Regions from separate parts of the Mus musculus genome. Here region 2 is linked to region 1. The links are chromatin contacts, called in public promoter capture Hi-C maps. All regions are on one chromosome and are shown on one strand. The core of a region is the stretch at or near the end of the contact, and the rest is flanking DNA. Distances in the headings are between cores, read along the strand shown.

Region 1 (3,180 bases), core at 246-2,745:
AGGGACAAACAAAAAGTTTGTCCCTTTTACGACTCCACAGGCTCTCTGGGTCTCTGTCTTCCAAGGCTCCATCCCTCTCATCTCACGGTATCATTTGACACCACGATAAAGTGATAAAGCATCTTCACCCTAAATTCAGCTCAGAAGCCCCACCCCAAGCTACACTGTTCTCCCGATCCTCAAGCCCTTTGGGGACCTTATGCACATAACCTTACGACTTGCCCTCCACTTTTCCCTTAACTATGGCCACACCAGCTGGGCATATCGGCCACTGACCTGGGAAAGCAGGCACTGGAAGCGCATTTGTCACCTTGGGGGTCTTCCGCCATAGCATCGTCGAGGTTTTGTAGAGGCACGAGGCACTAGAGGGGGCAGAGGTGCCCAGGGAGGCACAGCTAGCCTGCCACTGTGCCTGGGCTCGGATCTTGTCCCTCAACTGCTCCAGACGAGGGTCACTCTTCCTGGGCTGGCGCTGGGGTCCCAGTATCAGGGGTGGCCTTTCCTTCCAGGGCCCATGAGAAAGTGTGCATGATTCATGCCCCCCTGAGGAGCCAGACATTCTGCCGGATGACACCGAGCTGTCCACGTCCTTAGTGTCCAAGCATGGAGACCACATGGGCAGGCTGCAGCCCTTCATGTAGGGGCTTGGATCCTTGATATTGCCAGACCAGGCCACATAGGGAACTGTTTGAGGTGGACTCAACTGCTGGGAGAGAACAGGCCACCTCAGTGTTGTGGCCAGAAGGCTGTCCTTGGCTGCATGTGGATGGAACACTTCATCCCTTGGAGAGAGGGACAACACAGCCTGTCAGAGCTCAGTATCTCATATGAATGGTGTCCTATAATCCCCAACACCCCTTTCTCCCTGTTTCTACCTCACAGCCTAAGACAAGAGGAACCAGAAAATTCCTCCACCACATGGACATCTCCTGACATTCTCCCTCAGACACTAACCACAACCTTTTAAGGTAGGTACCATGATCAGTTTAATTTATGCACGAGAAAACTGAGGCTAGAGTAGCCATGTCAAAATCAAAGGTACAAGCAAGTTTTGGCCAGGGACCCACACACTCCACCTCTGTATCCTCCTACCTCCCATGAACAAGCTGCCCCTGAGGAAAGGTAACCACAAGACTACTAGCATTGCTGGTGCTCTTGTCCTGTCCACACAAACACTACCTGGGCTTGGTGCTGTCCTTCTGACCAGCCATTCTCCCCATGGCCTTGGGGGAGAAGAGGCCTTCTTGCTGGTTGCCCCTGGAACAGTTCTGCAGGGTTGCCCTTAAGGAGGTGGGCATCACACCCATGAGCGGAGTTGTCATTGCATCTGAGATAGGAGAGTACAGATGGCAAGCCACACCACCTGGGACCCTGGGTCTAACAGGATAATCACATGGTAGTCTGTAGGCCTACCACACAGCACCCATCAGGGACTGGACACTGCTTTGTTCTGGGTATTGTCCAGTGTGGGTCCCCTGATGCTCAGGACAGTCATTGAAGGAGGGTAGGGACAATGAGTTAACTAGCCTTGGGTAGACAATGGCTGTGGGATTTCCTGGTGAGCTGTTTGTCATGGGGTGGGAGAGAATTCCAGGTGGCCCATGACAGCATAATAACCCCGTGTCACTGAGTGTTAGCCTGTGGCTTCAACTCCTACTCATGGCTCTAGCTAGCAGACAGCTGCCCCTGACACTCTAGGGAGCACACACCCAACAGAGACTTCTGGAAGTCGATATGATGGGAAGATTGGGATTCTGGTCAGTAAGCCCTGTGGTCAGCACAGTTCCAAGGACAAAAGACTCAAATCCCAGCTCTAATCCCAGTCTAAGGCTAACCTTGGACAGGAGAGACCACACCCCACCCTGAGGACTGTGAACACCCCATAAACCCTCTGCTGTCTTGCCTCTCCCCTGTTGGCTGGGAAGCGAAGGTGTGAACAGAACCCTGCTTAGCTTGAAGCTTTTCTTCCGAAGCATTTCCAAAGAACAGAAGACTAGGCAGCATGATGAAAACCCAAGACTTGATTTTTCTTTTCCTTAATGGCACTAGAGATGGTTTGCAGGGCTTGTATATGTTATATATGTTAGCTCTTACCACTGAGCTAGCTAGCCTTCATTCTTGAGACTGTTTCTAAAGGGTCTGATCTAGGGAAGGGACATGAATCCCTGGAGACAATAACCCAAGGACAGACCTCCTGAGTGTGAGAGGAGACTACTTTCATGCCACCAACTCCTAGGCTCTCCCTCATAGCCAGAACATTCTAGTACCGAATAGGTAGGGTCCAGAGTCAAGTTCCAGTATCCTGGGCACATCTGGTGCCAACTTTTCTATCTACCACTTTCCCCAAGACTGAGGGAGAGGAGGCCTTCCAATTGACTGTCCCTGGGGCAGGTCTGCAGAGCTAACCTTAGGGAAATGGGCAGCATGCCCATGACGGGGATCTGACTTTGCTGAGGCAGGAGGATGTGGGAGGTGAGCTCTGCCACCTAGGGGCCCAGGTGAACTTATGCGTGTGTTCCTATTGGCAATAGTTGACTGCCCTAGCCTAGATCAGCCCTGCTGGGCCTCATCTACTCCCATGGCCCTGGAGCAGATCCCACTCATATGTTCCCTAATGGCACCAGTGGTCTCTGTAAGTGAACTTTAGGACAGCATCAAGTATAGTTTGTTGTCTAGAAAACACAAAGGCCTAGATCCCCGTGCTCCAAGGGATGGCATGTACCTCCTAGGACAAGACAGTCAGCTAGGCTTATACCAGACTGCTGCATTCTAGCCCAAGTCAAGACATGAGGAAGCTGGATCACCCAACTCTAGGGTCTTAAGAGAGCTCTGCTTCAGAATTCTCTGTTCCATAGATCCTCCTGGGAACATCCTTGGTGGCCTTTGCTAGCCTGTCTCCCACCTGCTGCCTGCAAGATAGGGGTCACCCCTGCGGTGCCAGGGCTATCCAAACTCTCAGGGTTTGGACCTTTATTGTGAAATGGTTTCCTTCAAGATTAAAACATTCCAAACTAAAGGGAAGCTCCTAAAACAAGGAGGTGAACAACTCACAATAGCTTCAGGAAGTCCCTGAAACTGACCAGATTTACTCAGTGGTAATAAAGACTGCGGAGAGTCACTCTTGCCTACTGAAACCAGACCAACTTTCTGGGAGAAGCAGAAACCAGTCGAGCAGCCTAG
Region 2 (3,361 bases), core at 564-3,063, 86 kb after region 1:
TGACCCTACTCTCCCTGAGGCCACCACCAGCACAGGTAAAAACACTTGTCTCTGTGCCCCAAGGTGCTCAGTTGGTCACCAAGTGCAGAAAGTGCAGAGCAACAGACATTCACCCCCTGTGATCCAAACCTATAAAGAGGTGCCCCGCTCTACACAGTGCTGACTGGCTAGTAAGTCAGAGTAAGGCTTAGCTTACTCCATGACCTATCTTTTCAGAACACTACCTGGCATATGGTGTTGTCTGATACTGAACAAGTGTCTGCTAAAGTACAAAGGAGGCTTTTTCTCTGGTACACTGTAAGCAAAGTCTGAGGGCAAAGGAAATTTGGAAGAGAAGTGTGAAAGATGATTCTAGAAAACACAAGCTCAGGTGGGTGAGATGGCACACCATACAAAGGCACTTGCTACCAGGCCTAAGGACCTGAATTCAGGACCAGTAATCAATGGTGAAGAGACCCTACTCCAGCTTTCCCTCAGACCTCCCCCACTATGGCACATCTACCTACACACAAGGAAATAAACAAGTATAATAACTGTAAAAAGCTGGGTGTAGAAGTCGGGTATAGTGACACACGTCTTTAATCCCAGGAATCAGGAGGCAGAGGCAGGGGGATCTCTGAGTTTGAGGCCAGCTTGGTCTACAGAGTGAGTTCCAGGTCAGCCAGAGCTCTAAAAGAAACTGTCTTCAAAAACAAAATAAAGAGCCGGGCGTGGTGGCAAAGGCCTTTAATCCCAGCACTTGGGAGGCAGAGGCAGGCGGATTTCTGAGTTCGAGGCCCGCCTGGTCTGCAAAGTGAGTTCCAGGACAACCAGGGCTATACAGAGAAACCCTGTCTCGGAAAATCCACCCCCCCCCCCCCCGCCCAAAAAAAAAAAAAAAAAAAAAAACCCAAAAAACCAAAAACCAAAATAAAGAAACAAAGAGCTGAGTGTGATGGCACATAATTTAAATCCCAGCACTTGGGGGGCATAACTAAGTGGATCTCTGCATTTCAAACCATTAGTGAGATACTGTTTCAAACAAAATTATCAAACACATTTTCACACCCAGAGCCAGAAATGAAGAAAAACATCCTGTTTGATTTCTTCCTACTAAGTTGTTGACAGCAGTCTTAACTGACTACAACAAAACAAAACAAAATCCCCTTCAACGACATTCCAATTACTTATACAGGGAACGTTTGTCAACCAACTTGGCTAGAAACAGCGGGATCTACAGATGTAGCAATAATCATTGCCACTGGATGCTTGGCCACCAACGAAAGAGTAACGTGTTTTGAGGCAGCAGCAATTCCATCTCCTCCCACAGCATCGCCCACATAAAGGAAGAAAAAGTCACGTTTTCAAGTCCTGAGCTGGGAGCCACGGTCCGCCTTTAATGACATCAGAGACACTTTGCTGCCTGTCCCTTCTAAGGCCTAACCGGGCAAGGCAGTTGGGGTCCAATGCACCCTTAGTGGCTGGATTCGATAAGCCAGGGGTGGCCGGTGGTGCTGCAGCGCATGCAACCGGTTAGAGCAGCGGTTCGGAGCACAGCACGGAGCAAATCCGGTCCTGCATCTCACCAGCTAGGGGACCTCGGCTGGGCTCCGGACGCGGGCTCTCCACTCCAGCAATGTCGCGGCCACGCCACGCCTCGGTTTCCCCGTGCTGGCTGCCCTGCCCCTCCTGGACACAACGCCTGCTACCTGCCGCCCGCCAATCCTCACCTTCTAGGCATCCCTTCCAAACTTCACAGCTGGCATCATCGCCCGGGCGACCACACGCAGATCATGCTTCTAGCAGTCGCGGAAGTCAGTAGGCTTGCACCGGAAGTCCCACCCAGGCTGCGGCGCAGGGCATGCTAGGAGGTGTGCTGGGGGGCGGGGCCCTAGCGAGGCGTTCATCTTTCTCCAGGTTCCCTGGGCTGTGTACTTAGCTCCTGGTGTTCTGGGTTTGGATGAATGATCAGTGTGTCGTTAAGTACTTTCCCGTGTGTGTCGTCCTCGGAGCCCACAACCTGGGACCGCCAGAAATGGACATTCATTCACTAAGGATTATTCTGCCTGGCCAACACATCACAGAGCTGCTGGCTAAGTAGTGGGGGGGGGGGGGCGGGAGGGCGGGGAGGGGGGGGTCGGTCTCACTCTTATGAAACAAAATACCAATAATTATCCATTATTAATTTTTTGTTTGTTTGTTTTTTCGAGACAGGGTTTCTCTGTATAGCCCAGGCTGTCCTGGAACTCACTTTGTAGACCAGGCTGGCCTTGAACTCAGAGATCTGCCTGCCTCTGCCTCTCCAGTGCTGGGATTAAAGGCGTGAGCCACCATGCCCGGCCCATTATTAATTCTTTTTTTTTTTAATTAGGTATTTTCCTCATTTACATTTCCAATACTATCCAAAAAGTCCCCAATACACTCCCCCCCACTCCCCTACCCACCCACTCCCCCTTTTTGGCCCTGGCGTTCCCCTGTACTGGGGCATATAAAGTTTGCAAGTCCAATGGGCCTCTCTTTCCAGTGATGGCCGACTAGGCCATCTTTTGATACATATGCAGCTAGAGTCAAGAGCTCCGGGGTACTGGTTAGTTCATAATGTTGTTCCACCTATAGGGTTGCAGATCCCTTTAGCTCCTTGGGTACTTTCTCTCCATTATTAATTCTTAACAGCTTCCTTAATTCTACTCTCCCTAGGCAGCTGGGTCCTCCTAGTGCCTAATAATGCCTGTGAGTAGGAGAAGCATGGCAGTGGCTTGAGGCTCAAGGCTGGTGAAAACCAAGCCTGGCGACTGGCCAGTTTGTGGGACCTGGGAAGGGCCTTGGTCTTATGGAGAACTGACTACAAGCTAGAAGTCACCTGCAACACTACTGGAGTGGGTACAGAATCATGAAATCAAAGAGTAATAGTGCATCCCTTTAATCCAACATTCAGGAAGCAGAGGTAGGTGTAACTCTGTGAGTTCAAATCCAGCCTGATATACAACAAAGCAAGTTTCAGAACTATATAGACACTGTCTCAAAAAAGAAAATAAGAGTCATATCAAGTCTGGCCCAGAGTTGGGTTTGGCCAGAGGGAGTCTGGGGCATTAAAGGAAACCTGTAGGTTCCTGGTGTAGGAACTTGTGTGGGGCAAGCCTGGTAAGAACTATCAGGCAAATTTCCCTGGGGTACTGTTGTTTCTTGAGACAGTCTATGTAGAACAGACTGATTGAGAACTGGGATCGTCTTTGTTCCTGGTACTCTGAATAAAGGCATGTACCACCATGCTCTATGGTGCTTGTACAACTTTAGGAACACTTCATACGTAAATTGAGAGTAGTGTAGTTGTGCAGCTCTCATCCGGTTCACTTGCAGTGGTGGAGAAAGGCTGACGGTTCCT

The links. Capture Hi-C pulls out chosen DNA fragments and counts their contacts.
Region 2: a promoter capture Hi-C map of pancreatic islet shows a contact between it and region 1. The contact joins the promoter of Snapc4 here to the promoter of Ccdc187 in region 1. A contact is called at or near these places in 8 of 39 promoter capture datasets (the 3T3-L1 cell line, cancer-associated fibroblasts, cranial neural crest and 5 more), 13 of 484 Hi-C or Micro-C datasets (the C2C12 cell line, cerebral cortex, cortical neurons and 8 more), 15 of 115 datasets of contacts at active chromatin or transcription factors (CD8 T cells, the NIH/3T3 cell line, the SCID.adh cell line and 9 more) and 4 of 9 other capture datasets (adipose tissue, embryonic stem cells, liver and 1 more).

Annotation. Positions count from the first base shown.
Region 1 is chr2:26,293,062-26,296,241 of GRCm38.p6, forward strand. Ccdc187 (coiled-coil domain containing 187) reads right to left here and starts at 1,496. Exons shown (of 10, transcript NM_177841.3): 1 at 1,180-1,496; 2 at 277-782. The coding sequence starts at 1,322. It overlaps Gm35807 (a long non-coding RNA gene), which reads left to right and starts at 1,646. Exons shown (of 3, transcript XR_374168.4): 1 at 1,646-3,180.
Region 2 is chr2:26,378,840-26,382,200 of GRCm38.p6, forward strand. Snapc4 (small nuclear RNA activating complex, polypeptide 4) reads right to left here and starts at 1,814. Exons shown (of 23, transcript NM_172339.4): 1 at 1,710-1,814.